Linked DNA regions of Cricetulus griseus: region 1 is linked to region 2. A link is a contact called in public Hi-C data. All regions are on one chromosome and are shown on one strand. The core of a region is the stretch at or near the end of the contact, and the rest is flanking DNA. Distances in the headings are between cores, read along the strand shown. Region 1 has its middle 6.3 kb from the start of Ctdspl. Region 2 holds the start of Itga9 (integrin alpha-9).

The links. Hi-C and Micro-C count contacts between places; a contact is called where the count stands out from the background.
Region 1: a contact with region 2 is called in a Hi-C map of the CHL-YN cell line, with 4 times the contacts expected there. The contact joins the enhancer-like site here to the promoter of Itga9 in region 2. A contact is called at or near these places in 4 of 8 Hi-C or Micro-C datasets (the CHK-Q cell line, the CHL-YN cell line, the CHO-K1 cell line and 1 more).

What each region holds. Positions count from the first base shown.
Region 1 is chr4:225,996,438-225,999,137 of CriGri-PICRH-1.0, reverse strand. No RefSeq gene overlaps it. Among named protein-coding and RNA genes, the nearest start is that of Ctdspl, 6.3 kb to the left of the region's middle. Within about 2 kb of position 1,442, at least 1 of the 6 cell types and tissues checked has open chromatin away from gene starts, as enhancers often do.
Region 2 is chr4:225,678,505-225,681,261 of CriGri-PICRH-1.0, reverse strand. It overlaps Itga9 (integrin alpha-9), which reads right to left and starts at 1,468. Exons shown (of 28, transcript XM_027415345.2): 1 at 924-1,468. The coding sequence starts at 1,468.

The DNA.
Region 1 (2,700 bases), core at 193-2,692, 320 kb before region 2:
CTGAAGCCTGTGGAGATGGCCTAGGTCTGGCACTCCAACCTGCTCCCCATCCTTGAAGCTCTGCCCCAGGCTGTTTCTCGGTCCTGTGTCCCCCCAATTTTGTGTGTCCTTTATGCTGCCTCTTGGTCACTGTCTTTCTGAGTCTCTGGCAACCTTCCTCTTAGCTCTTTCAGGAGCAGAATCTAAAGGGAAAAGAGGGAAGTAGTTTCTGAACAGAGAGAGACTCCTGGTGGCTGGTCAGGTGGCTGCACAGTGCAGCCTGCTCTCAGGTCTGTCTCAGGGATACTTTAGAACTTGACTTAGTGAGGTTTCTCCAGAAAGCATCTCTCCTCTCCTAGTGGGTATCAGGCCAAGGTTCTACAGGAAGTTCCAAGGAGCCCCACTCCAGCCTAGCCAGGCCAGGCCTCACACACACGAAATCTCTGTGTTTCGGTATTGCAGGCTCAGGCCTAACGAAAGGCCTGCAGTCTAGTGCAAGAGGCAGAGGGATAATCACGAATGGCACAGGGGAGAGCTGATTATTCTGTGTGGAGTCATCACAGAGATGTTACTCAGAGCCATTCTTAGGGCCTTCAGTTTTCTGAGCTAGAGGATTTCTGCATCTGGTTGTACAGAGAAGGCTGTGTGGTGACAGAGGAAGAAGCTGGCTCCAGACAGCCAGGCTGTGCTTGGAATTCAGCCTATAGATAAACCAGAGCCACTGAGGACTTTTGAAAAAAAAGATGTAATTTTAATTTATGTGCATGCGTGTTTTATCTGTATGTCTTTCTGTGTACCGTGTGTGTGCCTGCTATCTGAAGAGGCCAGAAGAGGGTGTCAGGTCCCCTGGAACTGGAGTTACAGACGGTTGTGAGCCTCCATGTGGGTGCTGGGGTTGGAACCCAGGTTCTCTGGAAGAGCAGCCAGTTTTCTTAACCGCTGAGCCGTCTCTCCATCTCCCACTCACCGGCAACATTTTGTGCGAGGACTAAGCATCACATAACTAGAGCGGGTTTGTGGGCTGAAGGGAGAACTCAAGGCAGCTTTAGCAACAGTAGGGAGTCTGTTAGCTTATGTAACCAGAGCATGGGTTCATGTCTGAGATTGGGGCATGACGTCATTCCTAAGGGGTAAATGCTCACCCTCAGTATCATGATCCATCTACTAACCAAGACCCGCTGTCCTCATCACAGATTCTTTCCACTGGATGCTGTGTCCAGGGGCTTTCTAGACATCTTTCCCCTCTGCGTACATCCCCAGCGATGCCCTCTATCTGACGCCAGGTGGGACTTAGGTGCCACATCCTTCCTACTTACAGTGACACTCATGACTAAGAATAAGGGCCCAGAAATGGGCCAGTGGTCGGGTAGGTGCAACCTGCCCCCTGGTGGCTGAATCTTGTGAGTTCCTCCCCATGTCAAACTGGGCGTAGCACTGAGGCTCCTCTACCTACCAACTCCTTGGGTTGGCTTATAGCCACAGAGAGGGTCAGGCGTGTCTCCATTCCACCCAGCTGCCATGATTGGCTCAGAGGTTAACAGAAGAGGTAGAGTGTATGGTGGCCACTGGCAAAAAAAAAAAAAAAAAAAAAAAGGCAGCCAGGCTGATGAGTACAGGGGCTGGGAGGAGACTTGCTATAAAATTCTAGGCTCCAAGATGGAATATTCTCAGTGTACCTTTCCCCCATTACCTCCAAAATTCCAGATCCCCCTACCCAGGAAACTTGGGTACAAGAATGGCTACCTGAAAAACCTGTGTCAGGAGAGGACATAGCCCTACTCTGCACCCCTACTGTGAAGGAATCACTCCTGAACAGAGTGAACAGCCCCCATCTGCCCTCAGCCCAGGAGTGGCTTTGAGTCCTGAAGATCAGAGAGGCTGGGGCTGATTTCATGACTGGAACTCCTTAGGTGAACCTCATACTTTATGCCTGTAACACACACACACACACACACACACACACACACACACACACACACGTGCTCGCGCGCACATACACGCACGCACGCACGTGCACACGCGCGCACACACACACATGCACACACACACACACACACACACACGCACGCACGCACGCACACACACACACACATACAGTTGTCCCACGCTACTGATGAAAAGCAGCAGCCATGTGTGCACAGCTTCATGCGTGTGATTTGGTGTATCTCTGTACATGTGTGGCCTACCTGAAAAGGCTACTGTCTTCTGCAGTCATATATATATGACATCAGCTTCCACAGGAGGCTGCCCGTGGTAACACTGCCTGTTGGAATCATTCCCACGGGCAGGGACCTGGCTGGGCAGGTCTGGTAACAGGCAGACACCTTGGCACGTGTAGCAACATGCTCATCTGTATACAGGCTCATATACATGCCAGGGCACAAGGCACACGTGATGAGGCTATCTGCCCAGCTGGTTTTTCTGCATGGCACTGCCTGCTCTTAGCCATCTTCCCTGCCTGGACCGCCATGTGTCAGTCCTGACAGCATGTCCCTACCCCCGCTGCCTTTGAAGCCAGCCTTCTAGGTCTCAGATTCCATGTGCAGGTGAGAGGGAGGGAGTGTCTACCACAGCGATTTCATTTCTGCTTTGCACATGGGGTCTGGTTGTTTTTCGAGACAGGGTTTCTCTGTGTAGCCCTGGCTGCTCTGGAACTCACTCTGTAGATCAGGCTGGTCTCGAACTCACAGAGATCCTCCTGCCTCTGTCTACCTGTGCCAA
Region 2 (2,757 bases), core at 219-2,718:
TCCAATTCTCCGTATATTACAAGTCCAGAGCACACACATGCCTAATCTCCGACTCCCAGCCTGCTTCTTCTAAGGATGCTCATGCACACTGGATAACACCATCAACTCCAGCAAGTTGTCACCTGGGCCCACAGTAAAACAAGGGTGGGGAGCTACTGACAACCCAACTCTTAACTGCCATGAGAAGGTGGGTGTGGTGTGGCTGCTTCATTCTAAGGAAGTGAGCTAGGAGGGCACCCATCTTAGCTAAGCAGTCTTGTTGTGGGGTCAGTTTACTTCGCTAATGATGCTTAATGAGAGACTTAACATTTTTCTGCAGGCCCACCCATCTCGTCTGTCAGCAACTGCACCCCTGATCCAAACAAAACTTCATCCTCTTAAATCCTGTCTCCAGATTGGGATGGCACGTGGGAGATGAGCTCCAGGCTGACCACCAGCCACACATCCCCCTGGAGGGGGGGGGCTCTTTGTCCCCCTTCCCTCCATCCCAGATTCTCTTGGGACTTTGTGGGAGCCCCTGCCTCCGGTACCTCTCCTGAAGATCCCCAATGGCTCCAAGACCACTCCCACTACACCCCGTTTCCTGCATGAGGCTGCCCTAGAGGGACATGGAGTGGTCCCCAAAGCAGCCCGGCCTCCTGGGGGCCCCTGTCGGGGGGAGATACGGGGCAGTTGGCCAGCCAGCCGCAGCCCCTCGAGGGCAGACAGCCCAAGTAACTTGGCTGTGGCTAGAGAGAGCCCCGGGAGGGCAGGGACCCCAGGGACTCCCCTGGCCTCCCGGAGCAGGCCAGGATGTCAGCGTGGCCGCCAGACATTTAAATCGTCCCCACGGGAGGCGGCGTGGAAGGGGCCGGAAAGGCGGCGGCCGACTTGGAGGACCGCGGGGTGGCCGCCCGGGGTCGAGGAGCGGCGGGGACACTCACCAGCGCGTGTTGTCGTGGAAGTGCTCCAGCACCGCGTAGCCGAAGAAGGAACCCGCGGGGCCCTGGAAGCGCACCGGGCGCTGCGCGTCGAGGTTGTAGGCGCCGGCCGGGACCCCCGCGGCCACCAGCGCCAGCAGCAGCGCTCGGAGCCCCCCGGCGCCCGTCCACGCCGCAGCCGGCCGCCATCCCCAGCCGGCCGCCGCCCTGCGCCCTGCCCGCAGTCGGGGCTCCCGGGACGCGCCGCTGTCCGGGGCGCGAGCTGTGCGCTCCGAGTCGGAGCCCGGGACGCCGCGATGCGCCGCAGTGCGAGCCGGAGCGAGGCCAGGGGCGGCCGCCAGCGCGCCGCGTCCTCTTGATCCCCGCCGAGAGGTCTGCGCTCTCAGAAGGAGCGGGTCCCGGGCCCGGGCGGCGCTCGACTGAGGAGAGGCGCGCCCGCGGGGTGGGCGGCCCGGGAGGCCCGGGCGGGACGGGCCCGCAGCTCCCCCTGCTGGACGTGGCGCCACGAACACCGGCTGGGACCGGTGCTGGATCCCTAGGAACTCCATCCTCCCCAACGTCCCTTGCTCTGTGGGGGTCCAGCTGGCTGGGTCTCTTCCTTTTGTCTTACCCCGTGAGCCTCGCACTCACACTAAGCCCAAAAGCCACGCGAGCGAAGATGGGTGAATATTCTGGTCCTGCCCACCTGGAGGCTCTTATTCAGAGGAAAACACTCAAGACCATGAATCAGCTGATGTTAGTAAGAATTAGTCGCGTGGAAGCGAGCCTAGACACCTTCCAGACTCCTTGACCTGACCTGGCCAGTGCTTTCCACCTTGGCAGACACGCAATGCAGCCAAATCTTGCAAATCAAATTATACACACGTTCAACAAGCACCCCACCACAGCCCAGCCCCCGGCAAACTTTTTCTCTGCGACTCTATGAAGTTAACTAGTCTAACATTAAACTCATAGAGTTTAATGTTACTACTGAACTGACGCCTTGCTCAGGTAAAATCTGACCACGCTCCCCCAACTGCCCGCCACTCCCTCTCTCCCTCCCTCTCCTCTGCCAAAGTCTCACTCACACTAAACACATGCTTTGCTTGGTTTTTTTCTTTCTAGTCAGGTCTGCCCCGATGACAACCAGTTCAATAGCCTAGGGGAGGGGGGGAGACACACGTTAGGAATTATTTAGTCACAGTCTAAACTCATGGATCTTTACAGGTGAAGAGCCTCCCCCAGCTGCCATCAGAAGAGCTGTGACAAAGGGGGGGGGTCTTTGGAGATGGAGGGAGGGGTCCATGAGCCAAAAAGTCCAGGCAGCTTCAAAAAACAGTGGAATGTTTTCTCCCCTTCCGGAACACAGCCCAGGGACGCCTTGGCACCCAGGAGACCTGTGACCTGCATAAGTGTTAGATGATAAACTTCATTGTCTTAAGCCTCTGAGGTCCGATAATTTGCCTAGCTCTGATGTATAACTGCTGTCTTAATTAGGGCTACTGTTGCTGTAATGAACACCATGACCAAAAGCAAGTTGGAGAGGAAAGGGTTTTTTCTGTTCACAGTTCATCATCACTGAAGGAAGTCAAGACAGAAACTCAAACAGGGCAGGAACCTGGAAGCAGGAGCTGATGCAGAGGCCATGGAGGGGAGCTGCTTACTGGCTTCTCCTCTTGACTTGCTCCCTTTGCTTTTTTATAGAACCCAGGACCACTAATCCAGGAATGGCCCACCCACAATGGTCTGGGCCCTCCCACATCAATCCAGGAATGGCCCCACCCACAATGGTCTGGGCCCTCCCACACCAATCCAGGAATGGCCCCACCCACAATGGTCTGGGCCCTCCCACACCAAT